Linked DNA regions of Anser cygnoides: region 2 is linked to region 1. Evidence: chromatin contacts called from public Hi-C data. All regions are on one chromosome and are shown on one strand. The core of a region is the stretch at or near the end of the contact, and the rest is flanking DNA. Distances in the headings are between cores, read along the strand shown. Region 1 overlaps RNF145 (ring finger protein 145). Region 2 holds the start of THOC3 (THO complex subunit 3).

Evidence for each region. Hi-C and Micro-C count contacts between places; a contact is called where the count stands out from the background.
Region 2: a Hi-C map of granulosa cells shows a contact between it and region 1, with 1.7 times the contacts expected there. The contact joins the promoter of THOC3 here to the enhancer-like site in region 1. A contact is called at or near these places in 2 of 7 Hi-C or Micro-C datasets (granulosa cells and liver).

The regions. Positions count from the first base shown.
Region 1 is chr14:8,891,219-8,894,420 of Taihu_goose_T2T_genome, forward strand. It overlaps RNF145 (ring finger protein 145), which reads right to left. Exons shown (of 12, transcript XM_067005463.1): 7 at 405-580. Among named protein-coding and RNA genes, the nearest start is that of EBF1, 28 kb to the left of the region's middle. Within about 2 kb of position 1,698, at least 1 of the 3 cell types and tissues checked has open chromatin away from gene starts, as enhancers often do.
Region 2 is chr14:9,136,792-9,139,993 of Taihu_goose_T2T_genome, forward strand. THOC3 (THO complex subunit 3) reads right to left here and starts at 1,476. Exons shown (of 6, transcript XM_066977198.1): 1 at 1,237-1,476; 2 at 630-786. The coding sequence starts at 1,419. SIMC1 (SUMO interacting motifs containing 1) reads left to right here and starts at 1,483. Exons shown (of 10, transcript XM_066977189.1): 1 at 1,483-1,613; 2 at 2,240-2,980. The coding sequence starts at 1,506.

The DNA.
Region 1 (3,202 bases), core at 448-2,947:
CCACAACAGAATGAAGAAGCAAGACATACAGGGATCAGAAAAGAATATAATCACAAATAAGGTACTGAACTAAATAACTTCAGCTGAGATATCTCAGACTTAAAAACGATTCGTATACTGAAAACAAACTTCTGGACCAAAGCTCTAATTACAGCTATTCCCTCATCAAAGAAACGTTTTGCTTTCTTTGGGAACTCCCCACGGTTGAACTAATGCTGCCTGAATGGAATCCATGCCTCTGAAGCTTAACAGGGTTTGCACACATGGTTGCTGAGATAAGGACAGGTATTTGCCTGGCACCCAAATTCAGTAAAAGCTGATCTACCTATTTAGTCTCTAAAAGAGCACACATTTCAGAACATAGTCAAAACCTAAAAACAATTATTTGCAGACTAGTAAGTTACCTTGTCAAGAAGAGGAAGAGGAGCCTCTCTCTCGAGGCAGGCTGGTCCCGTGTACTGAAATAGGAATAGATCTGAAGAGCAAACAAGACGAGCCAAAACACCATGAAAAGAACCGGGACCACCAGCTGGTTCCACAAAGACATTCCCAGAGCCAGGAGACCATATACTTCCACCACCTGGGCAAGACAGAAAAAAGCACAGTTTGTTATTAGTTCGTGTCATCTGTAGTTTGATAACAAAAGGCTGTCCACCAATAAACCACAACAAAGGTAGGGTTAATTCACACGGCATTAGCCATCTCAAAGGAGAAGAGGGAAAGCCCAGACTCAGCAGTGACACGCTACCATCTGATCATCTATTTTACTTGAAGTACGAAGTACCTGACTGTGCACCGAACCACCAGAACAGCTGACTGCCCCTTCCTGTGAATAACTGGCTCGGAGCTGCTGACTGCAGCCCTCTCACAGCAAGAGGAACGAGGACACGCGCCTCCGGTCCACGTACAACCCACTCGGACCTTTTGCCCAGCTCAAGTCACAGCGTTGTTGTCTTCTCTATAGCTACTGCCAACTCACCACACATGCTAGATAATGAAATGAGCCACACCACTTCAGCATAGTAAATCTGCTTTGCTGATCTGTTTTAAAGGAAAATATAAAATGTCTGAGGTATTTAGCGTTAAGTACCTCAGAACGAATATGTACCAAACTCCTGACTGCTCCTAATCAACCAAGGGTTTTGAAGTTCACAGTTAAAAGCTATTTCAAAAGACTTTGAAGCTCAATTACATTTTTTGTATTGCAAAGACTAAGTTACAATGCAGTGATTTTCAAGAAGCTGGAGCTTCATATAGCTAGACTTAATATAAAACATCAAAAGGAAATCACTCAACTGCTTTTTCTTTATCATCTCCTTCCCACAACGACGGAAAATTTGCAATAGCTAGCAAACACATGAAAAAGTCTGTATTTCAACAAAACGTTAGAGAGTTGTCTACTTAGTCTTTCATGACCAGCATGAGGGATATTAACGTTCACGGGACCTGCTGCAGCATCTGCTGCGGCTGATGGACAAGCAGTATGCTGCTGGCAGGGATATGGTGCCAGGCTCCTGCTTTTAGCTTTGTGCAGACTTGTCAAGGAACTGTGTTTGCCCTCAGGAGACTCCCTTGGCCTCTCCCTTGGCCTGGGACCAATCCAAGCAATCCCACGCAGCTCCTGGCACAGCACTCCATCACATCAGAGACAGGTCAGCTATGCTCATAACGTAGGTTCATAACCATGAGGTATTTCTGGCATCTTCTGCAAGTAGGCAGCCAAGCTTCTAGACCTGCTTTTAAATTATACCATCAGCTACAGTTTGAAATACACACACATGCAAAAAGCTGCTTTGGCCCACCTGGTAGGGCCATCCCCCCGTGGTGCTCCATTCAACAAACACTCCTGGTGTTTAACATCCTAATATTCAGTAAGTTTTGCCGCTGATATCAAAACAGCAATCAATTCCAGCCTGCAACAGCAGTGAACTCACCAACACATCACTGAAGACTAACCACCACGCAAAGTTACAGCAATGGAATCACATAGAGGAGAACGTTCAACACAAAACAAGACAATATCCTTCTTTGGAATAAACACACTTAACTTCATTTGTAATCCCCTGCAGGCAGTTATACAAACACACACAGAGCCAACATTTTTTTTTCAGCTGTGTTTCAAGACCATATGCGAAGAGCAACAAGCGCTTTAAAAACAAAACTTTTGTTATCCCATTTCACCAATGCAAAACAAAAAACACTTGTACACAACTTTCCATTCCAATACACTCTCTACAATATGCACTCAAAAAAGCATCATATGACTAATCAGTCTATTATAAATCCAGTGGCACTTTACGAACCCTGTCATTTTCTATGTATTTACAGGGAAGAAAAAAAACTTATGCCCTCTGCATAAGCAATTGGGAGAAAGAGTATTATCAGCATCCAAAGGCCATGCATACGGAATATTTCTTCCTCACGATTACAATCATGTAAGAGAGCCCAGCAAGATTTGAAATACCAGGAGAGGAGAAAAAAAAAGGAAAATAAAACCAGAGACAAGCGATCCTAGAGATGAGAAGGCTTGTATAGCAATTGTACTTAGAATACAATTCTGACCCCAAGAAAAAAGGAAACTGTTCTCTCCCAAAATTTATTTGCAACTAAAACCTCCATATGAAGAAGTGTTTTAAACTTAAGTGTCTAATAAAAAACACTTACATGACTCAAATCCACATCATATTTTAATTTGACATCAAGAAGCCAAACTGCAAGTGTCCATGCAAATGGAAAATCGAAGTGCTGGTTTTACCCTGTTGTGAGCCTTCAAACTCTATAGAAGAGGAGGAGCATCTATTTCACACCACGTTAGTGAGTGCTCTCTCTTTAAAAGGAAATGGTAAGCATTATTTTTATATTCTCCCTGGAAAACATGGATATTGAAGCCTTGCCAGTCAGCTCCTGAATTTGTTCTTATCAGCAAATCTACAAGCTGGTTATGGGCAAGATCAGACCATGTTAGGTGCTGTACAAGCACAGAAGGATAATCTTGCTCCAAAGACCAATTACACGCAAAATAAATAACTAGACAATAATGATCAAGATGACAGGCTGAGGCCTTGGCACTCCAGACACCTCCTGCTGCCAAGTTTTTGTTTGTGTATGACAGATATGACAGCAACGAAGAGATTTAAAGAGGGCTTTGAAAGAGCTTAGCAAGTTAGTTTTCAGGCTGCTTCTGGAATGAAGAAGCAAGTCA
Region 2 (3,202 bases), core at 226-2,725, 250 kb after region 1:
CAAGCCAACATGACTGCATCACTATCCTGTTTTAGCCACAGCAACCACCAAACAAGATCAAATCAAAGACCCTCTTAACTCAGCGATCTTCAATATCCAGAAAAAGCAGCAGCCAACAATAAATACACATGAACAGGGGTAGGAACAAGGCAAGCTGCCGTTATGCCACCTTACAACAACATTTACAGCTCTGACAATTGGAAGTCAGAGATTTCCTACGCCAGAGATGGTATCTAGGTCAATCAACCCATAAGTTTGAAGAATCGCTTTCTAAATTCATGTAAACCTTGACTTCCACCTTGTGTCTCTGCTTACATGCCTTCCCCAGTCTCCAGCCTTGCAGCCCCCAGACTGCAGAGACGAGACGAGCCTGCAGGACGCTTTAACAGTCAGCTGCATATTTCAGCAGTTCCTCAGTCCTGACACCAGCATAAGCCAGCCCTCGTGGTCGCTGCTGCCCCTTACACCAGCTCAAGTTAGACGAGGGCAACACTAAACCAGAAGCAGCAACAAAGATGCCCTGACTGCCAAAACCAACAAAAGAGGCCAGAGAGCGGCATCGTTGCAGAGGGGACCCACGCAGCGGAGGTGCTGGGGGGCCCAGCAGCCCCCGGAAGGCAGGGACCCACCTTTGGTGTTGACGGTGGCGATGCACTTGGTGGTGCGGACGTCCCAGATGCGGATGGTCTTGTCCCCGGACGCCGTGACGAAGAGGTCGGGGTTGCTGGGGTGCCAGCAGAGCTGATCCACGCTGTCCCCGTGCCCCCGGTAGTTGTTCTCTTTCACCTGGAGGAAGAGGACGGTTAGCCAACGGGGGGGGGGGGGGGAGCAAGCCCCGGTCAGGTCAGCCCACCCCCGGGGACTACCCGTTACCGACCCCAGCACCTCCACCACCACTTCGGTCACGGTCCCCGGCCTCCCCTACCAGACCACCGACCGGTACCAGCCCCCATATCCCGGTACCGGCCCCTACACCCCGGTATTGGCCCCCACACCCCGGTACCGGATCGCATATCCCGGTACCAGCCCCCACACCCCTGTACCGGCCCCCACACCCCGGTACCGGCTCCCTGACCCCGGTACCGGCTCCCTGACCCCGGTACCAGCCCCCACCCCCACGCCCCCAGGGTTGCTCCCCCCCCAGCTTGTGTCCCTCCGCTGCCTCCCCCCGTCCCCAGCCCCCCGCCCCAGCGGCCGGCCCACGGGCAGCGGCCTCCCCCCGCCCCGTCCCCTCACCAGCCGGTCCTTCTCGAGCAGGAAGACGCTGGCCGTCTTATCGAAAGACCCGGAGGCCAGGCGGCGGCCGCAGCAGCTCCAGGCCACCGAGTGCACCTTGGCGCCGTGCGCCGGGAACTCGCGGCTCCGCGTGTTGGCTCGGAACAGCTCCTGCATGGCCTGCACGTAGGGCGACACCGCCATGGCGGGGCCGACGCCGCCGCCGCCGGGCCGCCCCCGGCCCGCCCCGCCGGCCCTGACGCGCTTTCCGCCGCCGGCCCGGCGCTAAGATGGCGGACGGCGCCGTGCTCCTCAGCGACTCGGGCTCCGAGGGCGGCCGCTCCCCGCCGCCGCCGCCCCCCCAAAGCCGCCGCCGCCGCCGCCGGGCGCGCCCCGCGGTGAGTGAGGGAGGGAGCCGCGACGCGGGACGCCCGCCGAGAGCCCCCGGTGCTACCGGGGAGCCCCGTTACGCCCCCGCCATCCCCCATCCGTCCCCGGTCCCCAACGGTTTTGCAGCCCCCAAGGCCGGGGAGCCGCCTCGGGGGGCACCCCGGCACCCGGCCCCTCACAGGGCGGGGGGCTGAGGGGCCGTTTTTTGCCCCCCCCCCCCCGCCCCCGTTCTGAGGTGGGCTTCAAGCCGTTGGAAGCCGGTGGCAACCGGTGGCCCCCCCCCCCTGGGCCCGTGGCTGCGGTCGCCTCGCCGGGGCTACGTGCGGCCCCCCCGGGGAAAGGCAGCGGCCCCCGGCCGGGAGATGCGCGGATTTCACTTGATTTTCTTGCTCGCAGCCGCCTCAGCGCCGGCATAGCTGCGTGCCCCGCCATGGACGCAGAGGTAGCGCTGGGCCCCGGCTGGGTGCAGGGCTCTGCTCCCGGTTTCTGTCCCCAGCCCCTGAGGAGTGAGCCCCCGTGCCCCCCCCCCCGAGCCCCCGTGCCCCCACGGCTCTCCCGGCCTAGCAGGGGCATGATGCGCTGCTGTAGATGTCCCCCCCCAGGTGCCACCGCTGACCCCCCTCTGTCCCCGCAGGAGATCATCGATCTGACCCGCGAGGATGCGAGCACAGAGCCGGTGCCGTGGAGCAGCATCACCATCATCGACCTGACGAAGGAAGACACGTGCAGCCCGCCTCCGCCCACGGACTGTGCTGATCGTGAGCCTGCTGCCCCGGCCGTACACGTGTCCCATCCCAGGCTTTGCTTCACCACAAAGAAAGAAACGGAGGCGGCGGCGGCGGGGCTGAGCCCTGCAGCGCCCCAGCATGACGCTCCCACGTACCCCTGTGCTGCCGCAGACACGGCAGGAACGGTGGAGAACAAGGGCTGCTTCTCTCCTGCCTCCAGCCCCCACAGCTCCTTCTGCAGCCCGGAGCAGAACTGCAGCACCACCACGTTTAACAGTGACTTGGGCTCCCTGGCCAGCATGCCGCTGGACACAGACCTCTTCTCCCTGTCCCCCTCCAGTATGGACAGCAGCGGCAGCTGTGGAACCTGTGGCACAGAGGAGGAGACCCCCCACCCTTGCCAGCTAAGGGAGCTCCCCGAAAGTCTGAGCCCTGTCCCAGGCAGCATCAGCACAAGCCCAGGGAAGGCCATTGGGCCTTTGCTGGAAGCAGGGGACTCAGCACTACGCAAAGCAACCCAGCAAGTGACCGCAGGCGGGACCACGGCTGACAGCAGGGTCTGGCTGAACAAACTGCGCTATTTCAGGAGGAGCGGAGTCCACCACCTCTTCCTCCACAGCTTAAAACACAACAGGGAAACGCTGCAGGTAAACGGGGTTCAGAGCAGCTGCTGCCCAGCTGAGTCTGCTCAGAGCAGCCCTCGGAGCAGGGGATGGAGCGGGGGCAGCCCCTGCTCTGCTTGCCCTTTCAGGGGAAGCTTTGCCAGGCGATCGGGATCTCTGGTTATTGCAGTTCCTTAGCGGTGGGCCCCGCATCACAGCTGGGTTCCCCTGCACCAGAGGGAGCTGGTTTTCAACCTTTGCCTTGTC